Linked DNA regions of Sus scrofa: all the other regions are linked to region 1. A link is a contact called in public Hi-C and targeted proximity ligation data. All regions are on one chromosome and are shown on one strand. The core of a region is the stretch at or near the end of the contact, and the rest is flanking DNA. Distances in the headings are between cores, read along the strand shown. Region 1 overlaps BABAM2 (BRCA1-A complex subunit BRE). Region 2 has its middle 48 kb from the start of PLB1. Region 3 has its middle 3.2 kb from the start of FOSL2. Region 4 has its middle 38 kb from the start of FOSL2. Region 5 overlaps BABAM2 (BRCA1-A complex subunit BRE).

Region 1 (2,677 bases), core at 89-2,588:
ACGAGGTTTCAGAGGAAGACCAGATACCTCTCACTTGTGGGGAAGATCAAGAGGGACAAGGGAGGAGAGAGTTACCTTGAAGAGAAAGAGAAAGGAACTAAAAAAAAAAAAAATGTTCACACGGTCCGAATAAAATGTATGTTTCCCTTCCTCCTGGGGCCTTAGAAATTAGACTCTTTTCCTATTATCGTCGTCCTGTATGGCCAACCCTGTTGGACAGCGGTGCTGTCAACCTCCGTTGATGTGGTTGCCTTCAGCGTATCGAAAAGTTCCAGCTCCATCTCTAGTTAGTTCTTCCTTTGTACTGACGCCCAAACCTCTCCCTCTGGAGACGTGCCAGTTTGCCACTAAATTTAAATAAATAAGAACATTTCTCATCAATAGGGGTGGCAAATTTAGCCCCTCTTTAGAGCACTGAGCAATTTATGACCATATGTTAAATACCATAAAACAGCTTTAAAGACTTGGTCCCTGGCCATTGCCAGATTGCTCCGTAGGAGTACGACAGCACGGCGAGGGGCTGGGAACGTTTCCTCCGGCCCTTGGAGGCCTCAGTAACTCACTGATGTCACAGCCAAAGGGGCCTGTTTTCAAACATTCCCTTTATGAAGGTGAAATACTAAAAGATTCCATTTTGGCATTTGGGTGCCAAGAAGGCACAGCTCCCTTTTGATTTTTAAGGGTCAGCATTAGTAGGGAAAGTGTTGTGTGGGAGCATGAGTGACTTGGCAGCAGTGAATCCAGAAGGCAAGTCTAGGAATAGGTAAAAGATATCCTACTCACTCTTTTTCTTGGAGCGTGAACTGGACTTTTATAAGGCATAAGCAAACCAGATATCACATGCTTCCCCATTGCTTTCTTTTTGCCAACTTTTATGGAATGAATATTAATGTTAAAAACAATTTTTAAAATTTCGCCTTATAGGGCTGCCAATTACAAGGATTTCTTTTCTTCCAGGAGTATGACTCATTATTTGGTGAACTCCAAATATTAGTTTTTCTTCTTACCATCATCACAGCCTGTGAATCATTTATGGCATTCAGTGGGCTCACGGCTGAGAAAAAAAAGGTGCGTGCCAGCAAACATGTGATGTTTGGTCAAGTAAGTGCCGTCTAGGACCTTGGGTGGACTTTTGACACGTGAGGAAAGCACATTCAAGCAGGGGGCAGTGTTGTTAAATTCGAGTTGGCACCGACAAGCTTCATGTACGATCCTTCTGACTGTTTCCCTCTGAAGGGTAACTCTAGCTACAGAGGAAGATGATGAAATTTGACTGTCAAAGGTCCAGGATTCTTAGCCTTCTCAAATGTGTAAGTGCCAGCCCAAGGGCTGATTTCCTGTCGGTTCCTGTGTGGTTTGCACTACATCCTCTTTGCAACAGATCAGTATTTTAGGTCATCTATCATAACTGCTGTCCTGTAAATTCTTGGCAATTTTGATCTCAGTTTGCAGAAGGCAGCTGGCAGACTTCTCTAGGAAGCGCAGCTGGAGAGCTCCTGTCTCCCTCTTCCTATGGCCAGGAAGTACACCATTGTTATTCATCCTTGCTGTCTTCCTTTGAAAGAACAAAAATCTTCAAACTTCGGCAAGTTCCGAAAGTGCTGGGTGCGCTTTGAAACGACCCTTGCCATTGGGTTGGTCTAGGGCAAAAACTGCAGTGATCTTTGACATGATTTATGAACCGTGGCTGGTTTTCCCCTAACACAGGTACATGCATCGGTGGAAGTTTTTCCCCTGTTGCAAAGGACATCGTGCTTAAGTCTTCAGAGTCAGGTCTCCAGGTTTCTTTCCCTTGATGGCGGGAATTTTAAATTCCTGTTACGAGCATCCATTAAGACTGTTCACCTCGGATATACCTTCAGGTTTTGCCTTGGGTTTTCACTCTTTGGAACCCAGAGATAAATCAAGCACATTTCTTCACTTTTTAAAGATAATTAGCCCTTTAGTTGTTGTAATTTGTCATCCAGAGTGGGTGAACTATGTCGTGGGATTTAGAAAAGAACGGTTTTCTTCCTTCTTTATGACTCAGAGGTCACATTTTGGCAACCTGATTGTATTCCTGTAGAATAGGAGTTACCTTTAGCCCAGTTCATGTACGAGGAAAACCTGTTGCTAAAGAGAATGCAAACCCATGTGTGAGTTCCTGCGAATGGTACCTGGGACCGTCTGTCTGGCACATCATTTCATTTCTACTTCTGACTCTTCTTCTTTGCATCTTTCTTTTTCATCCGTAGGGTTCAACATCATTAGCGTAGCTCTTGGTTTCTTTTGTGTCCTGGTTCTTAAGATGAAAAAAAAAAAAAAAAAAAAAAAAAAGCGAACTTTCTGAAGGCGGATTTTATGTCAGATTTATGGACATCAGGCCATGTCATCATGGAAACAGCCCACATCCTGGTGACCCACTAAGGACAGCATGAAGAAAGAGACTTGGATTTCAAGACAGAGGAGACCTTGTTATCCAGATTGTTTCTATGCAGTCAAATCTGTAGTCCTGGAAATAAACCTATGTTCAACCCTAGAGGCAGAGGCCCTGTGATCCCCGAGGTCTGTGTGACCCGCATAGTAGCTGATCAGGAATTGTCTGTTTATTAGATGAGCGAAACCAGAGCACTGAAAGATTATGTCTTGTATGGAAAAATCTTAATTGGAAGGATCCTAATTTTTAGTGGGACTTTCC
Region 2 (2,677 bases), core at 115-2,614, 480 kb after region 1:
GACGAAGGAAGGGTCCTTCTGGCTCAAGCCTGAGGGGCCAAGGACAGCAGTCAGGCCTTTCAGCTGGACTGGCTGCGGAATCGAGCATCTTAACCCTGAGCCAGAGTTTCTGACGCTTGCTGGCACATTCCTCCCGAGACAATGGCTAGAACGCTTCCTCACTTCTTGGAAGAGGAACCCCTGCAGGAAATACACCTGGCAAAGGAAGTCCCACTTTGTGAGCGTCTGCGACGTTCCCGGACACTGTGGTGTGTTTTACGTGTTGCATCTTTTCGAATCTTCTCGAAAGCTCCCCGTGAGAAGGGTAGCATGATCTCCATGACAACCGTGAGAAACGCAAGCTTCAGAGCTGATGTAACTTGGGCTACCTCGCCCAGCGAGGAAGTGAAGGAGGCAAACTTTGAATCCAGATCTGACAGCTCCGTACCGAATGCATGGCATCGACCGGCCTCCGTCTCACAGCACAGGATGTGTGTCCTAAATCATCTCAGGGGCTAATCTCAGATGGAAATCAAAGAGAAAGCCATTGTCAGGGGTGAATGACTTCATGAGAACAGAGCCTCTTATCAGCTGAATTGTGCTCCCCCCACACTCACGGGTTGAAGTCCTCATGCGATTGTATGGGCAGATGGGGTCTTTACAGAGGTAACTGAGTTAAAATGAGATCACACAGGTGGGCCCTGATCCGGTGTGCCTGGTGTCCTGATAAGAAGAGGAGATCAGGACACTGACACACACAGGGGGCTGACTATGTGAAGACACAGGGAGAAGCTGCCACCTGCCAGCCCAAGAGAGGGGCTTCAGAAGAAACCAGCCCTGCAGACCCCTTGATCTTGGACTTTCTGCCTCCAGAACTGTGAGAAAACAAATTTTTACTTAAATCACTTTGTTAGCAAATGAGTTCCGAGGCCCTTTAAAAAGTCCTGTGTTCTTAGCCCCTGCACACAGGAGACGCGCACTCCATGTTTGTTGACGGGCGGGAGGAAGGAAATGCCTCTCCAATACGCAGGGAGAATTCAAATTTTGATTTTTGCAACCAAGCCTCTGTCCTCCTGTTGAAACTTCCTGTTTCTGAGGAACAGAGATTTTTTTTACAGATCCCAGAGGGCATCCAGTAAACCCAACAGCGATTACCAAATAATTCTGGTTTTGATGAGCTCAGTGGGTATGAATCAGAAGCAGACAGAGTAGCGTTTCCCTTGAAATATACCCAAGGTTAAATGTTAGAGGGAGAAACAAAAATATGTTTGGGAATTTATCGCCAGGAAATCTCGGCCGTGTTGGCTCCCTAAGCCAGGTGGAGAAGGTCTTTCCTTCCTCCTGCGCAGCACAGGAGCCACCAGGAACCTGGACGAGGCCCGATACTGCTGTTGTCATGCCAGGCCATCCTCGTGGCTCTCATCCCAGTCTCCTGTTTGAAAAAGGGACTTCTGGGGTGAGGGTCCCTCCTGGGAGCCCTCGTCATCCTGGCGGGCTGTGGCCTGGAGGATGACTTGGCTCCAGTGCCCACAGGAGGGAGTCACAGTAGCTTCCAGGAGATGCGGAGGACTGGGACAGGGAGAGAGTATGGGGGTCCACACAGCTAGGAGCCCCCAGCCCCTGGCTTGGCGGGGGCGGGGGGGACCGAGGCTCCTGGTCTTGTGATGGAATAGGACTGGGCATGGGTTTGAGAAGGTGGAGGCGGGGTGGTGCACAGCACTTCGAAGCCTGGCTGTTTTTAAGGGCATCCCAGGAAACTGGTCGTGGCTGGGGTGGAGCTGTAAGAAAATCATGGGAAATGAGTTCAAGCAGGAGGTCCTGGGGAGGCCTCATGGTGGCCGGGTCTGGAAGCGCCTAAGAGCTCAGATGGTCTGGCTTCTGATTGGGCTCTGCCACTTGCTGGCTGAGGGGCACGGGCAAGGTCCAGGGCTGAACACGTCTCAGCCTTTTCACCTGCTCCCCATGGAAATCCGGTCTACCTCCAATGATCCCTGGAGGGCGGCTTGGGGTGATGCATGACGAAAACCCCAGCGCAGGCCAGACCCCCCCGTAAGAGCTCCATTCTGGGGCCAGCCTCTCTCCTGAGTTAGCCAGTCACCATCTCACAGGGTCACTTGCCTGCTCCAGACAAAGGGTCTATCTCCTCTCCCAAGGGGGAGATCTGACCTTGCTCCTCCATTTGCACCTGCCGGGGGGCCTCACTGCCTGAAAGGAGCATCGCAGCACCTTCAGAATCAGCTGCCCTTAGCTCATCAATCTCATTTCTCGCCACCTCCCCCTGCACGCTCTCAGGAACTACTCACAGTTCCCCAAACCGCCCCCCCCAACCCACCCCGCAACCTCGCAACCTCCGTGCCTTCCAGCACAATGCTCCTTCCTCTGCCTGAAACTCCCTGCCCCTCCCTCCGTCTGGCTCCAGCCCACTCCTCCCACACCCCTTATCTCAGGCCACCCCACCCCGCTCTCCCCCCGCCCCGCGGGGCGGGGGGGGGCATCTCTCCTGCCACTCCCTCTGAACAGTGCTGTGCCCCCTGGCCTCTCTCTGGTCACATCTCCCCTGCCTCCCCCTCTCACCCCCCACCACACACCTAGGCTCTGCCCTAGAACTCCTTCCCTTCCAGGCCACCTGCTACCAGCTCCCAGTGTCTTCTCAGTTCTGCCTCCCTGGTGCCTAGTCCAGTGTCTGAGACACACATCA
Region 3 (2,677 bases), core at 68-2,567, 430 kb after region 1:
AGATGCGCTGGGGCTTGATGAAGAAGAGAGGACCCTTGATCATTAAGCCATGGGGTGTGCTTCTGACCTGCCCAGGCCGGGCGCCTGGGTAACAGGCAGAGCACTGGGGGTCAAGTCAGGTGAGATGGCTTTGAGCTCAGGCTCTGGCAGCCACAGGTTGGGAAATCTTGAGAAGGCTGCCGATCTCCTCTGGTCCTCAGCCTCCTCCTTGGTAATCCAGAGTCACCCTGATTGTCGTCACATCCCTGGCAGGGCTGTTGTGTGAGGATGAAACGAGGCCATGTATGCGAAAGGGCTGCATGGACTATCCAGCAATCGGGGGTGGCGGCCAGTGCAGCCCAGGGCAGGCAGCCACTCTGGGAGTCAAGTCAGGGACCTAACATGGGGCAGGAGAGACAGAGGAAAAGACTCCTAACTTCAGTGCCGGGAGGTCCAAGACCCAGAGGGGCCATGAGAAGCCAGCCCAAGCTACCTCTTAGCAGCTTACCTACTGCCTGCTCTTCCCTCTCTTGACATGAACTGCACTTGCCCCAGTGACAGTGCTGGGTGGAGATTTAAGGAGCGCCTCTAAGGGTAGGATAAAGTCATGCCCCTGATAAAGTCCATGCTTTCGGGAGACCAGGAAGAAAGAAGCAAAGACATTCCAGTAGGAGGCAGGTCGAGCACATCCTGGGTTAGAGGAAGGGCCTGATGTCACAGAGGCCCTGCTGCACTTCCAACTGCACTGCCCCTCTAATTCTCCTGGGCAAATTACTTAATGCCACCTTCTTGATCTGCAATCAGGGAATACTATCCACCCCAAACGTTTGCTGCAAGGATTGCATGACACAATCAATCCTGTAAAGCATTCAGCTCCTGTGCTTGACTCTTGTGAAGCGCTCAATAAAGGTTGGCTCCCATGCTTAGTATGTTATTGCAGGGAGTCAGAGGATCCTTTAACTGGGTGATCCTGGAATGATTCCCCACGGAGGGGGCAATGAACTGGGCTTGCAGGCGAAATTCTCGGTTTGGCATTCTCCGTGAGGCCCAGGCGCCAGCTGGACCAGCTCAGTCCCCACAGCAGCTCTGCGTGTCTGGCGCTCCAGGACCGAAAGGTGACGGCAGGATGCAGAACGCAGGCCTCCCGGCGGGCAGAGGGAGCCAACACAAGTTCTGGAGCTGGGGAAGGCCGGGATCAAAGCGCTCCGAGGCAGGCCGGGGCGCAGCCAAGGAAGGCTAGCGACTTGCATCAGCACAGATTCCGTGATGCTCTGCAGACGTCTCAGGGCTGCCGGGCTTTACGGGAACCCACAAGAAAGGAAAGGGCTGGGGAGCAGGCAGGGCGGGGGCGGGAGAGGGCGCGAGGGTGCGCTCGCCCGCCCGCGCGCTCCCGGCGGCGCCTGCCCCGGCCTGGGCGCGCCGAGGACGGCGGAGGCCACGAAGGAAGCTCTCGCTCCCTTTCCCCCTCCCTCTCCCCCCCCCTCCCCGAATTACTGGAAGGATTGTGTGGGAGAGACCCAGAAGCACCCGGATTTTCATGTGCGGGGTGGGGGAGGGCTGGGCAGCCGCTGCAGCTTAAAGAAAAACTAAGAGTGCGGTCTGTTCACACAGCTTCGACACGCGGCTGCTCCCAGAAGGGCCCTGGACACCCCGGCCGCGCCTCCCTCCACACCCCCTGCCAAGAGCTCACTAAGGTGGCCGGGTACTGTACGGAGCGGGAGGGGATGGAGAGGAGAGTAAGTGTCACGATTTCTTCTCTTGCACTCCCCTTGACTCCGTCCCCACCCCCAGTTTTCTGGGTTTTGCTGCTGCCGTTGGGAAAAGGGCTGAACGGTTTTGCGTCAAAGGACTGCATTTACTCAGTCCTGCTGGGAGAGGCGCGTAAACACACCCTGGCAGGCAGAACGCAGGATTAAAAAAAAAAAAAAAAAAAAAGCCGAAAAACAACCCCCCCCCCACGACAACACACCCCCCCCCCGTCGGGTGGGCGCAGCCGTCTGCCGCACACCTCTCACCCTGGCGGGGGGAGTTGGGGACTCTGCCCTGCAGGCGGTGGCGGAGGTGCGAGGAGCCTGGCCAGCCTCGCCTCTCTGCGCGTCCTTGGGGATGGAGCTCAGTACAGAATGTGTTTTATAGTTGTAAACAATGACCCCGAGTATTGTTTGGGATTACCGTATCTTGGGGCCATTGGGGCGGGCAGATGCCGCCAGTCGTCCCGGAAACGACAGCGCTTTATATAGAGCCCCGGGAAAGCTATGAGTTCCCGGCTCTATTTTTCTTTCCTAGCAACACCCCCACTTTACAGATATGGAAACTGAGGACTGAAACTGATGTGTTAAGAGTGCACAGAGCTTCACAGCCCTCACATCCTCCCGCTGGGTCCTCTCGAGGACCCCGTGGGGATATAGATGGCGCCACTTAAGAGCTGGGTAAGCTGAGACCCGGGCAGATCCTGCACCAGAACTCAATTTCCCTGACTCCCGGTACAGTGCTTCTCCGGATCATCTCTGCAGAAGGATTGACGTGCCAGAGCTGACAAGGGCCTTAGAAGGTCATGGATTGTACTCCTTCATTTTATGGGAAGAAGCTGAAGCCCAGAGAAGTTAGGGACTCGCCCAAAGTCTCACAGCTCGTAAATAGTACAGCCTGGCGTTGGTACTCCAAGGCCTGTGCTCTTTACCCCGCACCTCGCTCCACC
Region 4 (2,677 bases), core at 65-2,564, 390 kb after region 1:
GCGTAGGCCAGCAGCTGTAGCTCTGATTAGACCCCTAGCCTGGGAACCTCCATATGCCATGGTGAGGCCCTAAAAAGACCAAAAAATAAAAATAAAAAATATATAAAAAATTAAAATAAAATAAAATATGGCACAGATGAACCCATCTACAGAAAAGACATAAACTCATGGACATGGGGTGCAGACCGGTGGTTGCCAAGGGGGCAGGGGGACGGAGTGGGATGGACTGGGAGTTTAGGGTTAATAGATGCAAACTATTGCATTTGGAGTAGATAAGCAATGAGATCCTGCTGCATAGCACAGGGAACTATATCCATCACTTGCAATGGAACATGACGGAGGATAATGTGAGAAAAAGAATGTAGATATATGTATAACTGGGTCATTTTGCTGTACAGCAGAAATTGACAGAACAGTGCAAACCAACTGTAATTTAAAAAAATATTTTAAAAAGAAAGCATCGTTAACTTTATCAACAATGGCTAAGACGTAGGATTGGGACTACATCAAACAAACAAGCTCAGTCTGTTGGAGATAAAACCTGAAACCTTTATGGGTATACTCGCATGATGTCTAGGATGGTTTTCAAGTAGTTTTTTTAAAGTGGGAAAGTGAAAGAGTTTAGAAAATTGTTAGCGATGCTGAGGCCGAGGGGTGGGCTCACTGGGGATCCTTTTTCCTCTTGCGCATATTTGGACGTTTTCATGATTCAAGGTGTCAGTAGAGAGAGGAAGGTGTGAGTTTCTAGAGCACTGACCCCACAGACTGATTAGAGCCAGGCAGACGTGACCTCACTCATCCCACCTTGGAAGTGGAGGGGACGTGGGAGCCTCTGCAGGTAGGAGGTGAGAGCACAGGCCCGGAGGGGCCTTGGGCCTCTGGCTCAGAGGATGGCTCCCCACGTTGCCCAGGAGACACCCCCCACTCTCTCTAATCCCCTCATCCAGCCAGTCACTGGCCCTTCTTATCCTACCTCCAAAATTAAAGCAGGGAGTGGTACCCAGAGATGGGGGGCTGATGGCTTCCAGAGACATCAAGGGCTGGTCATTGACAGCTGCCCCTCACTGTCCTGGCCACCTGCAGAGGTCATTGTGGCCACAGCAGCCATTGTACATTACCACTGCCTGAGGGCCTGTGGTAGCCACATCTCTGGCCCCTGTGTCACTCAGGCTTGGCCTCTAGGTGGGCCTCACCCAGCCCACTGTGAGAGGAGCAATTTCAGCCTGGGGACTTTGCCCCTCCTGGGTTCCAGAGCCAGAGGCCACAGCTGGACTGCAGGACAGTATGGAAAAATGCCACTCACCCTCCAGAGAGGCCCCGACTAATTACCACGGCAGGAGGGAGAGAGTGAGCAGCCTTCTAAGGACCAAAGGAGGCAAACCTGCTCCCCCTCGGGGGCCCGGCTGCCTAACCAAGTCTGGATGATTGGAAAAGCTTTCCTGCTGATTCCTTCAGTCCCCACCCAGATGCTTAATGAAGAAAACAGCTTTTCTGTGCTTCCCGAGCTGCCACACACAGCCTGGGCTGGCCTTACAGGGCCGGGAAGGCCCAGCAACTTGACTTTCCCAGGCCCCTCCCACCCAGAACAGGGCCCAGGAGGCCGTTTCTCAGTCACGCATCAGCCTGTGGGGCCGGCTCTGAGCCTGGGCCTCCTGCCAGCAGCGTGAGCCAGGGGGAGCTGGGCTCAGACGCCATCCCAGCGCCTTTGCTCAGGGCTCACTGCCCTTGGCTCTGCCCCTCCCCCACCTCCCAGTCACCCTTGGGTCCAGCAGACCAGCTCAGGGTTCTGCCTGCTCCAGGGCCCCAAGGACCAAGACTCCCAGTGATGGAGGGAGGGAGGGCGGAATGATGAGAGAAGAGGGTGGCCGAGGGCAGGGGGCAGAGAGGAGCTGCCCAGGGCCCTGGCTCTGGGATGGACCCCACCCCCCACAGCCCCTGAGTTCAGGAAAGTTCTCCCACCCGCACCCCACCAGGACTGCAGGCAGAGTCAGCGGGGAGGGGTGCAGGCGCTGTGGCCGCTTGGGAGCAACTCCTGATGACCAGTGGTGACTCTGGTATCTGAAGCATCTGGAGGCCCTGCAGCCAGCCAAGCTGCAGCACGGATGCGCCTGTTCCAACTGGGCTCTGGGAGCCCAGGCTAAGGACGGAGGCGCCCGGCCTGGTTTCCTCCCAGGCTCTCCCAGAGACCACCCACGTGGGCTCTATCAGCTCGGATTGTGGTCCAGATCTCCAGCTCAGCCCACACACCCACCCATCTGCGAGCTGCCAGGCTTTCCTCTCGGGATGGCTTAGGCCCTGCAGCTGACCTGGGAGGACATCCTGGCCACAGGGAGTGAGGCGGGAGGTTGACACAGAGCAGGAAAGGGTGGCCCAGCACCGGAGACGCCCCCGCCGGGACTGGCCATTGACCCTGAGGATGCAATCTTCTGAGACCAGGGTCGGGGCCATCCCCCAGCACCTGCTTTGCCCACTCAGGCCTTGATCTCTCTTTCCAAAGGCACCCCCTTCCCAGGCCCAAGGCGCTGTCCTGATGGAACCATGTGCTGCCCTCACTCATACACCAGGAACCTTGACTCAGGCTGGTGCCCTCTGGAGGGGGCCCTTTGCCTCACGTGGCCCCTTCATGGGGCCCTGGCTCTCCCCCTACCCCCCACCACTCTGCACGCTCAGTATACAT
Region 5 (2,677 bases), core at 50-2,549, 260 kb after region 1:
GCTGCTGCCCATAAACTGAAGGTGGCTTCAGTGTCTGCACTTGAATTGAACGTGAACCTTCTCCGGCTTGCTAAAAGTTGGGGTGCTCGGGGCTTCCGTCAGTGGCGCTTGGAGTGCTTGCCCCTCTGTAACGGCAGAAGCACGCCTAAACAGGGCTTTAGACCTCTGCCGACAACCCCGAGCTCTCAGAAAACTTGGAAGGGTTGGCCCGCATACCATCAAGAAGCCAACATCCCCGTCCTAAGTACAGGCCTCGCCTAAGGTTAACAGTAAGACCAACATTTTGTTGCTTCATTTTCCTATTAAGCTCCGGGTTGCTGATTGAAGCAGAATTCCAATGTATTGACACAGCACCACATCGTTAACACGATAGGGAGGATTTGATTATGGGAGAACAAGTCCCCAAACAGTAAATTGGCCCAAAAAAAAAAAAAAAAAAAAAAAAAAAGAATCTGGGGCCTTGCTTCTCAAGGCAGCTTTTGTGGTTACATTCCTTTATTTGATGTGGTTCCCTCCTTCGCCTGTGCCAACCAGTGCAATGTGGAAAAATGATGAAGTTGCAAAAAAAAAAAAAAAAAAGAGAGCGGGGTGGGGGGGCAGGGAGATGGGGAGGGAACTGTTTAGTAATAAGAGAAAGAAAACAGGGCTTAGGGATCAAAGCAAAAATACCTGCCTCTCCGAGCAGAGCAGCGGGAAGCAGAACGCATGGTGTCCTTGTCCTGGGCCTGGGGAAAGACTGAGCGGCCGTCCGCTGGCGCCTTTCAGGCCAGCCCAGGCCCAGCGCGGTAAATGGGGCGCCGCGAGCTGCCTGCAGGTGAGAAGAAGAGCAGCTTGAGAAAGTCCAGGCTGAGTGCTGTGGGCTACCAGGCACAGCAGAGCTAACCTGGGAGGGCCCCGGGGAAGAGGGCTGGGCAGCAGAGGCTGCCTTCCATCCTCAGATGCTCAGAACCGACACGTTTTTAACACCAGCCGACCTGGAGTCAGGTCCTAGGACACTGCCTTGGAATCTAAGCGAGGAAGGTGTCCATGTAGGACTGGGCTCTTATTTATTTACAACATTCAGGCTGGGCAGCTTTTCTATTGTGTGGTTTGAGACATTTTCTGAGTTTTAAAATTATCTCTTCTTGCACTGTGAAAAGAGCAGATATGATTCATCTTAATATTTCTGAGGTTCAGTCACCAACGAACAGCTAGTATTTTGGGTGGGAGGAAGGCTTTTGTAGGCAGCATTTTCACCTAGCATAGAAGTAAAAGCACCAGAATATGCCTCAAGCGTCATTTGAAATCGTATAAATAGCTCGCTCTTGCACAGCTCTAATCCAATATCATTCTGAGAACTCCCACAGTCCACGAGCTGCCTAGTCGTTCACCCCACCCTTTGGCCTGGAAAAGGCTGATTTTTGTGCTTTACCTGCTGATCAAATGGAGTTGCTAAGAGGGTTGACCAAAGGGCCTGCTTTTCATTTTGGTTAATCTAATCTGGGTCTTTTGGCTTTTGTTTCTTCCTGAATATTTTTCCTACCTTCCAGCCTCTGGGGAACTGTCAAGTGATCCTCTAATCCTAGATCAAGAGTCGGTAAACTACAGCCCACTGGCCGGATCCAGCCTGCAGCCTGCTCTGTATAGTCTGTGAGCTAAGAATGATATTCTTTACAATTTTTAAATGATTAGGAAAACATTTAAAGCCTAATAATCTGTGACTTGTAAAAATTATGTGAAATTCACTTCAGCGTCCATAAATAACATTTTATGGGAACACAGCCGTGCATTCTCATGTACATATTGTCTATGGCTGCTTTCCTGCTGCGGCATCAGAGCGGAGGCGTTTCCACTGAAACCTTACGGCTGCACAAGAACAATATTGACTGCCTGGGCCATTACTGCAAAAGTTTGCCAGACCTTGTCCTAGAGCCTGAAAACCTTCTTTTTCATAGTGACTGCTTCAGAAAAGATACATTTACTGACTGCTAATGTGCATTTTGGAAATTTGACTCTCGTATTTTATTTATCCATTCAGCTTTAATACCACAAATATGTATCGAGTGCCTATTGATGAACTTGGCCTTGTTCTTATTTGTGGTGTTCTAGCAGTAAACAGAACGGACAGAACTCCCCATTCTGGAGGAGTTTAGAATCTCGTAAAGGGTGATGAGGGGGGTAGAGGAAGACAATAAACAAATACAATATGCTGGATGTTATGTGGAGATAACAGGCCGTAAAAAAGTAAAACAAAGAGGCGGGGCTACTGGGAAAGGAGGCGGGTTATTGTAAATAGGTTGTTGAGGAGGCCTTCCTGAGAAGGTGGTATTTGAGGAAGACCTGAAGCAGATGAAGAAGTGAGCCCTGGAGTTCCCATTGTGGCTCAGTGGTTAACGAATCCGACTAGGAACCATGAGGTTGCGGGTTCGATCCCTGGCCTTGCTCAGTGGGTTGAGGATCCAGCGTTGCCATGAGCTGTGGTGTAGGTTGCAGACATGGCTCGGATCCCCGAGTTGCTGTGGCTGTGGCTGTGGCCAGTGGCTACAGCTCCAATTAGACTCCTAGCCCGGGAACCTCCATACGCCACGGGTGAGGCCCTAAAAAGACAAAAGACCGGAAAAAAAAAAAAAAAAAAGCAAGCCCTGCAGATGCCTGGGAAGAGAGCTGCAGACAGAGGAACAGCAGAAGAGCTGAGTCA

Evidence for each region. Hi-C and Micro-C count contacts between places; a contact is called where the count stands out from the background.
Region 2: a contact with region 1 is called in a targeted proximity ligation map of alveolar macrophages. A contact is called at or near these places in 3 of 47 Hi-C or Micro-C datasets (embryonic fibroblasts, retroperitoneal adipose tissue and subcutaneous adipose tissue) and 1 of 2 datasets of targeted methods (alveolar macrophages).
Region 3: a Hi-C map of embryonic fibroblasts shows a contact between it and region 1, with 3 times the contacts expected there. A contact is called at or near these places in 3 of 5 promoter capture datasets (fetal skeletal muscle and liver), 11 of 47 Hi-C or Micro-C datasets (alveolar macrophages, embryonic fibroblasts, liver and 6 more) and 2 of 2 datasets of targeted methods (alveolar macrophages and skeletal muscle).
Region 4: a Hi-C map of embryonic fibroblasts shows a contact between it and region 1, with 1.9 times the contacts expected there. A contact is called at or near these places in 2 of 47 Hi-C or Micro-C datasets (embryonic fibroblasts and fibroblasts).
Region 5: a contact with region 1 is called in a Hi-C map of embryonic fibroblasts, with 2.9 times the contacts expected there.

The regions. Positions count from the first base shown.
Region 1 is chr3:111,270,487-111,273,163 of Sscrofa11.1, reverse strand. The region is part of intron 3 of BABAM2 (BRCA1-A complex subunit BRE); the gene reads left to right. Among named protein-coding and RNA genes, the nearest start is that of BABAM2, 57 kb to the left of the region's middle.
Region 2 is chr3:110,788,083-110,790,759 of Sscrofa11.1, reverse strand. No RefSeq gene overlaps it. Among named protein-coding and RNA genes, the nearest start is that of PLB1, 48 kb to the right of the region's middle.
Region 3 is chr3:110,844,756-110,847,432 of Sscrofa11.1, reverse strand. No RefSeq gene overlaps it. Among named protein-coding and RNA genes, the nearest start is that of FOSL2, 3.2 kb to the right of the region's middle.
Region 4 is chr3:110,880,023-110,882,699 of Sscrofa11.1, reverse strand. No RefSeq gene overlaps it. Among named protein-coding and RNA genes, the nearest start is that of FOSL2, 38 kb to the right of the region's middle.
Region 5 is chr3:111,007,288-111,009,964 of Sscrofa11.1, reverse strand. All of the region lies in intron 7 of BABAM2 (BRCA1-A complex subunit BRE), which reads left to right. Among named protein-coding and RNA genes, the nearest start is that of FOSL2, 170 kb to the right of the region's middle.